Linked DNA regions of Felis catus: region 1 is linked to region 2. Evidence: chromatin contacts called from public Hi-C data. All regions are on one chromosome and are shown on one strand. Each heading gives the region's core, a stretch centred on a gene start, on an enhancer-like site or on the middle of the called end of the contact. The rest is flanking DNA. Distances are from core to core; before and after follow the strand shown. Region 1 overlaps ST3GAL3 (CMP-N-acetylneuraminate-beta-1,4-galactoside alpha-2,3-sialyltransferase). Region 2 overlaps ST3GAL3 (CMP-N-acetylneuraminate-beta-1,4-galactoside alpha-2,3-sialyltransferase).

Evidence for each region. A called contact is a pair of places that touch in the nucleus more often than the background predicts.
Region 1: a contact with region 2 is called in a Hi-C map of skin fibroblasts, with 1.9 times the contacts expected there. The contact joins two enhancer-like sites. A contact is called at or near these places in 2 of 3 Hi-C or Micro-C datasets (fibroblasts and skin fibroblasts).

Annotation. Positions count from the first base shown.
Region 1 is chrC1:34,459,686-34,462,385 of F.catus_Fca126_mat1.0, reverse strand. All of the region lies in intron 11 of ST3GAL3 (CMP-N-acetylneuraminate-beta-1,4-galactoside alpha-2,3-sialyltransferase), which reads right to left. All of the region lies in intron 2 of LOC123379586 (a long non-coding RNA gene), which reads left to right. Among named protein-coding and RNA genes, the nearest start is that of ARTN, 16 kb to the left of the region's middle. Within about 2 kb of position 1,340, at least 2 of the 10 cell types and tissues checked have an H3K27ac peak or open chromatin away from gene starts, as enhancers often do.
Region 2 is chrC1:34,322,066-34,324,765 of F.catus_Fca126_mat1.0, reverse strand. The region is part of intron 2 of ST3GAL3 (CMP-N-acetylneuraminate-beta-1,4-galactoside alpha-2,3-sialyltransferase); the gene reads right to left. Among named protein-coding and RNA genes, the nearest start is that of ST3GAL3, 49 kb to the right of the region's middle. Within about 2 kb of position 1,300, at least 1 of the 10 cell types and tissues checked has an H3K27ac peak or open chromatin away from gene starts, as enhancers often do.

The DNA of each region.
Region 1 (2,700 bases), core at 91-2,590, 140 kb before region 2:
GTTAAATAGGTGATGGGGATTAAGTAGGGCACTTGTGATGAGCACCAGGTGCTGTATGTAAGTGATAAATCACTAAATTCTACTCCCGAAACTAAATTTACACTGTATGCTAACTGCAATTTTATCTATCTATCTATCTATCTATCTATCTATCTATTTTGCTTTTAGACAATAATACAGGTATTTCTGAGGTCAGTTATGATCATTTGTTCCTTATTTTTTTTTAATTTTATGTAAATCCAAGTTAGTTAACATACCACTTACATGTAACACCCAGTGTTCATCCCGACAAGTGCCCTCCTTAATGCCCATCACCCATCTAGCCCATCCCTCCTCCCACCTCCCCTCCAGCAACCCTCAGTTTGTTCTCTGTATTTAAGAGTCTCTTATGGTTTGCCTCCCTCTCTGGTTTTATCTTATTTCTCCTTCTCTTCCCCCGTTTTGTTTCTTAAATTCCACATGAGTGAAATCATATGATATTTAGCTTTCTGACTGACTTATTTCCCTTAGCATAATACATTCTACTTCCATCCACATTGTTGCAAATGGCAAGATTTCATTCTTTCTGAGTAATGTTCCATTGCATGCATATACCACATCTTTATCCATTCATCTGTCGATGGACATTTGGGTCCTTCCCATACTTTGGCTATTGTTGATAGCGCTGCTATAAACACTGGGATGTGTGTGCCCCTTCGAATCAGCATTTTTGTATCCTTTGGACAACCAACTGGAATTTAAATAAAAACTTGGAAAGGAAAAAAAAATCTCGGGTATCAGGTGAGATGGGATGAGAACCCCATACCCACTAACGTCAAGGGGGCAGGTGGAAGCAGAGGCACCTGGGGGAGACCAAGAGGAACCATGAGACAGACAGGGATGCGAGTGAAAGAGCAGGAGCCTTGGAGTCTGGAAAACCGGGGTTCGCATCCTGATTCCACACGTGTGTGACCTGGGGGCAGTCACATCATCTCTTCAAGCCTCAACTTCCTCGGGCCTAACAGGGATGACAGGACCCACTTCCCAGACTGTTGTGAGGATTGTACGAGGTGCTCTGCACTTTGCAAAAGCATCTGGCACCATGTTTGGCACACAGCGCGAGCTTAGTAAGTCTCGTCTATTATGTCTGTGAGCCAGTGTCACAGAAGTGGAGAGGCAAGGAGAGGGCGTGGTCGGAAACGCCGGATGCCACGCAGGCCAGTACACAGACACACACGCGTTCACACGGGGAAGCCTGCTTTTCCCTCTGGTTCCCTGCAGGAGGGCAGTGGGCGACGGAGCCTTCCCCCGCTGGGTGACCCTGCCAAGCCCGGCCCCACAACGCAGCCCTGTCCCAGAAGGCTTGCCCAAATTTGGCCCCAGGCCTCTCACAGCTCATTTCCCTGCCCCACAGGACACAACACAGAGGCCTATAAAGCCGGCCCATGACGCTGGCCCCAGAATGGTCAAACCTCTCCTCAAGGCCAGCTGTGGACTGCATTCCTTGTCGAGTCCCTCCCCCTCCAGGAATGTCCCTGCCTCAGTCAAGCCTGGACCCAGCTCATGGGTGTGCGGCCGCCAGTCTCCCGCTGACGCAACAGCCAGGAGCAATGGGGAGAGCTTCTGGGAAGAAGGTGCCTCCCTGGACAGGTCTCCTTCCGCAGCCCCTTCCTCCCTCTCCCTCAGGAGATGAGAGATCTGGGAGTAGAGAGGCTGACCTTGGGCTGGTGTCCCGCGGCCCAGAGCAGGGTGGGCGCACTCACTCGGGCTCCCGGCTGCTATTGCCTTGGGACAGGCTACCCCCTCTCCCTGGGGTCACCCCAACAGCTACCGGGTCTGCCCACCTCCACCTTCAATTCCTTCCCTTCCCTGCACAGGTCTGACCTGCACACTCTCAGGAGGACTAGAACGTTCAGTGGCTTTCCACTGCCCACGGAGACAGCCTGTCAGGATAATTCAGCGCGTGGGTCTGGTTTTTGCTTTTGTTTTCCTAAACCAACAGGAATCTGTAACTCAGTGGAAAAGACAGGGTAGTATACAAAAACCTCAATACATGGTAGGATGATTATAATGTGAGCAAGAGCCAAAAAAGAGGCTTAGAATACCTGCTGTGCTTATTTAGAATACAGAGGAGACATACCCCGAAAGTGTTCACACACATGGCATATAAAATGGGAGGGAGGGCAAGGTGACACAGGAACAGAACTAGAAGCAAAATGAAGAGCTCGAAAAGAAGCTATTTACAGATGCAGATACTTCAAAGCTAATGACTGCAACTCACAAAGATCACAAATACTTGGGTGCCTGCTAGACATAAAGCATGTTCTTTTTGTACAGACATATTCTATAGTATTCCAGACAACCAACCCTCAAAATGCAGATTACAATCATACAAAAAGAGACCTTCAAGAGCATGTGGTCCAGTCCCCTGCTGAAGAAACCCAGGCCCAAGAGGCTTGTTTTCTTATCCAGTCTATTTCCCCTGAGGATCCACTACCACTGTTCTTCCCCAGCAACCCACACCTAGTGATCCATCTCCCGTGACCTTGCCCTCTCCCTCCTGCCTGGGGACTAAGCAACTACCAAATCTGCAGCTTCTGCGCTGGTTCACCGTGCGACCATACGCTTCCCACCTTCAAGCTTCGCCCCACCCTGCTTGCGGCCTGAGCTGCCCCAATTATTCTGCAGGCCTGTTTTTGAACCCTGACACCTTAACTGCTC
Region 2 (2,700 bases), core at 51-2,550:
TGGGAGCTGTGGTGCACCCCTCAGATCCCCTCCCCACCGCCCCGTAAGGAACTGACGACTAGTCCCCATCTGCTGGGATCATGGTGGGCAGAAAGCCTCCAGCTGTCAGGCATCTTCAGGAAATGCTTAGCTGAAAACAGATGCTTACCCAGGATCATGCCTTCTTGGCCTTCCAATGACTAATGGCAGCCTATGGCCAGTCAAGGAGAAACTATAAAGACGAAGTCCCCTCCCTTCAACTCAGAAGGGCCATCCCAACTTTACAGCCCCCACGGTATCGGCTGAAGCCTTTCTTGGGACTGAACCACAGTCCAACTTCTCCCTCTGCACAATCCAGCCTCCCTTTCCTCCCTTTCCTTTCTTTTCCTATCGAGAATGTTGACCCCAAACCACTCCCCAATAAGACTAACCTTTGTGTCAGAGTTGCTTTTTCAGATCCAAGCAGAGACAGGCACTGTATTCTTGACACAACAACCCTGCCTCCGAATATGACACAAATACCATACTTTCCAATCAAAAATGAAAATACACAAAGTCACAATGGGATAGAAGCTTTAAGCTTAAAACTTAGACTCTCCAGGATGGGTGAAACAGGTGATGGGGATTAAGGAGTGAACTTGTTGTGATGAGCACCGGGTGATGGATGGAAGTGTTGAATCACTATTCTGTGTACCTGAAACTAATATTACACTACAGGTGAACTAACTGGAATTTAAATAAAAACTTCCCCAAAATAAAATAAAACAGACTCCCTACAAAAATTCAGAATGTATTATACTATTAAAAGACAGACTCTTTCCAAGAAAATAAGTAAAAGAAACCATAAACATTTTAAGATCCGCTTTGAGAAAAGGAGCTTTGAAACTGTCCTAAAGAAAATGTTACCACCTGGCTTGTAATCAAATAAAATTATTAAATACGTAGCAAAGAGGTACACAATAGAAATTATTGAGGATCTATTATCCATCCATGCAGGTATTTAGTTTTTGTTTTTGTTTTGTTGTTGTTGTTTCGAGAGAGAGATCGCAAACAGGGAAGGGACAGAGAGAGAGGGAGACAGAATCCCAAGCAGGCTCCACACTGTCAACCCAGCGCCCAGTGTGGGGCTCAAACTCACGAACTCTAAGATCATGACCTGAGCCAAACAAGAGTCGGATGCTTAACCGACGGAGCCACGCAGGCACCCCTAGAGCAGTTGCTTTTTGAGTACTCACCACAACACAGCGCTGGGAGCTTTATTCACATGCACTATCTCATTAAATTCTTTCTAAGTTCTGCAGGCAGTAAAACTCAGGTTCAGAAAGCGTAAATAAACTACTTAAAGTCCCAGAGTTAGAACTCCAAGTCAGGTTGGGCTTCTTCCAGAGCCTCAACTCCTGTGGTAGTCTTGCATATTCAAGCTACTACGAGGTGTTAACTAAGTAATTTGCAAGGGGGAAGGGAGAGCAAAAGGCGAGTATATGTGGTTCCAAAACCTGTTCTCTCCTCTTACCCGTCTCTACTGACGGTAGGCACAGGCACTGCCTTCTAGATACACACACTCCAAGGAATGAGTTAAAGAACTATTCCATGCACGATTCTGCCAGAAGGAAGATACCCAGCACAAAACTGTTCTCTAGCAATTCAAGAGGTTCTTCTGCCCTCTTGTGGCTGAAGGAGACTACTACAGATCAAAGCTCCATTAAAAAGTTAAAATACCATATAAAGGCAATTGGCAGTCACACAACACAGGAGGCAACTGTGATGGGCTCATAATGAACCAGATTTAATAACTCAAAAATTTGATCTTGCCACTCTTCCATGACAACCACTGCTTGGAATAAGATAAGAATAACAATACTAGAGATCAGGGAGAAAAACGACAAAAATCAGTATTTTTGTAATGATAATAAGGACTATGACAACCGCTACATCCATCCAGAACAATGATAAAAGTGTAAAACATTCTAAACCCCAAACAGAAATCCTCATCTTTACTTTCCACACGTAACAATGTATTTTAGAAATCTTCTCACAGCAGCCAATACAGAGCCTCCTCATGAGCCAATACAGAAGCTCCTCAGAGCTTCCGGGGCACAGCACCCCCTTGGATGGGTGAACTTGGCCCCTACTGGTGAATGCTTCGCCGCCTTCCAAACTTTCACCATTAAAAACAATGCTGCAAAAAGCAAACAAATAAAAACTACGACAGTGCTATCATTTTGTAAGTGTGCAAGAATACCTGCAGATGAATTCCTAGGGGAGGAAATGGGGGGTCAAAGGGCACATGCATGCCTTTGCACTACTTTTTTTTTGTTTTTTTTAATTTTTTTTTCAAAAAAAATTTATTTATTTTTGGGACAGAGAGAGACAGAGCGTGAACAGGGAAGGGGCAGAGAGAGAGGGAGACACAGAATCGGAAACAGGCTCCAGGCTCTGAGCCATCAGCCCAGAGCCCGACGCGGGGCTCGAACTCACAGACTGCGAGATCGTGACCTGGCTGAAGTCGGACGCTTAACTGACTGCGCCACCCAGACGCCTCTGCACTACTTTTTAAAAACTCTTTTCTCCCTCTGATTTTCCCTCCTCTCTCTCTGGCTGTTCCTTCTCATGCTTTCTTAAAAGTTTTATTTTAAGAAAAACAAAAGTTTTATCTGGGGTGACTTTCTAAGCAGTGACCACGTGTGCTGCTCACCCCTTAGTTATAAATTCCTCCAGGAC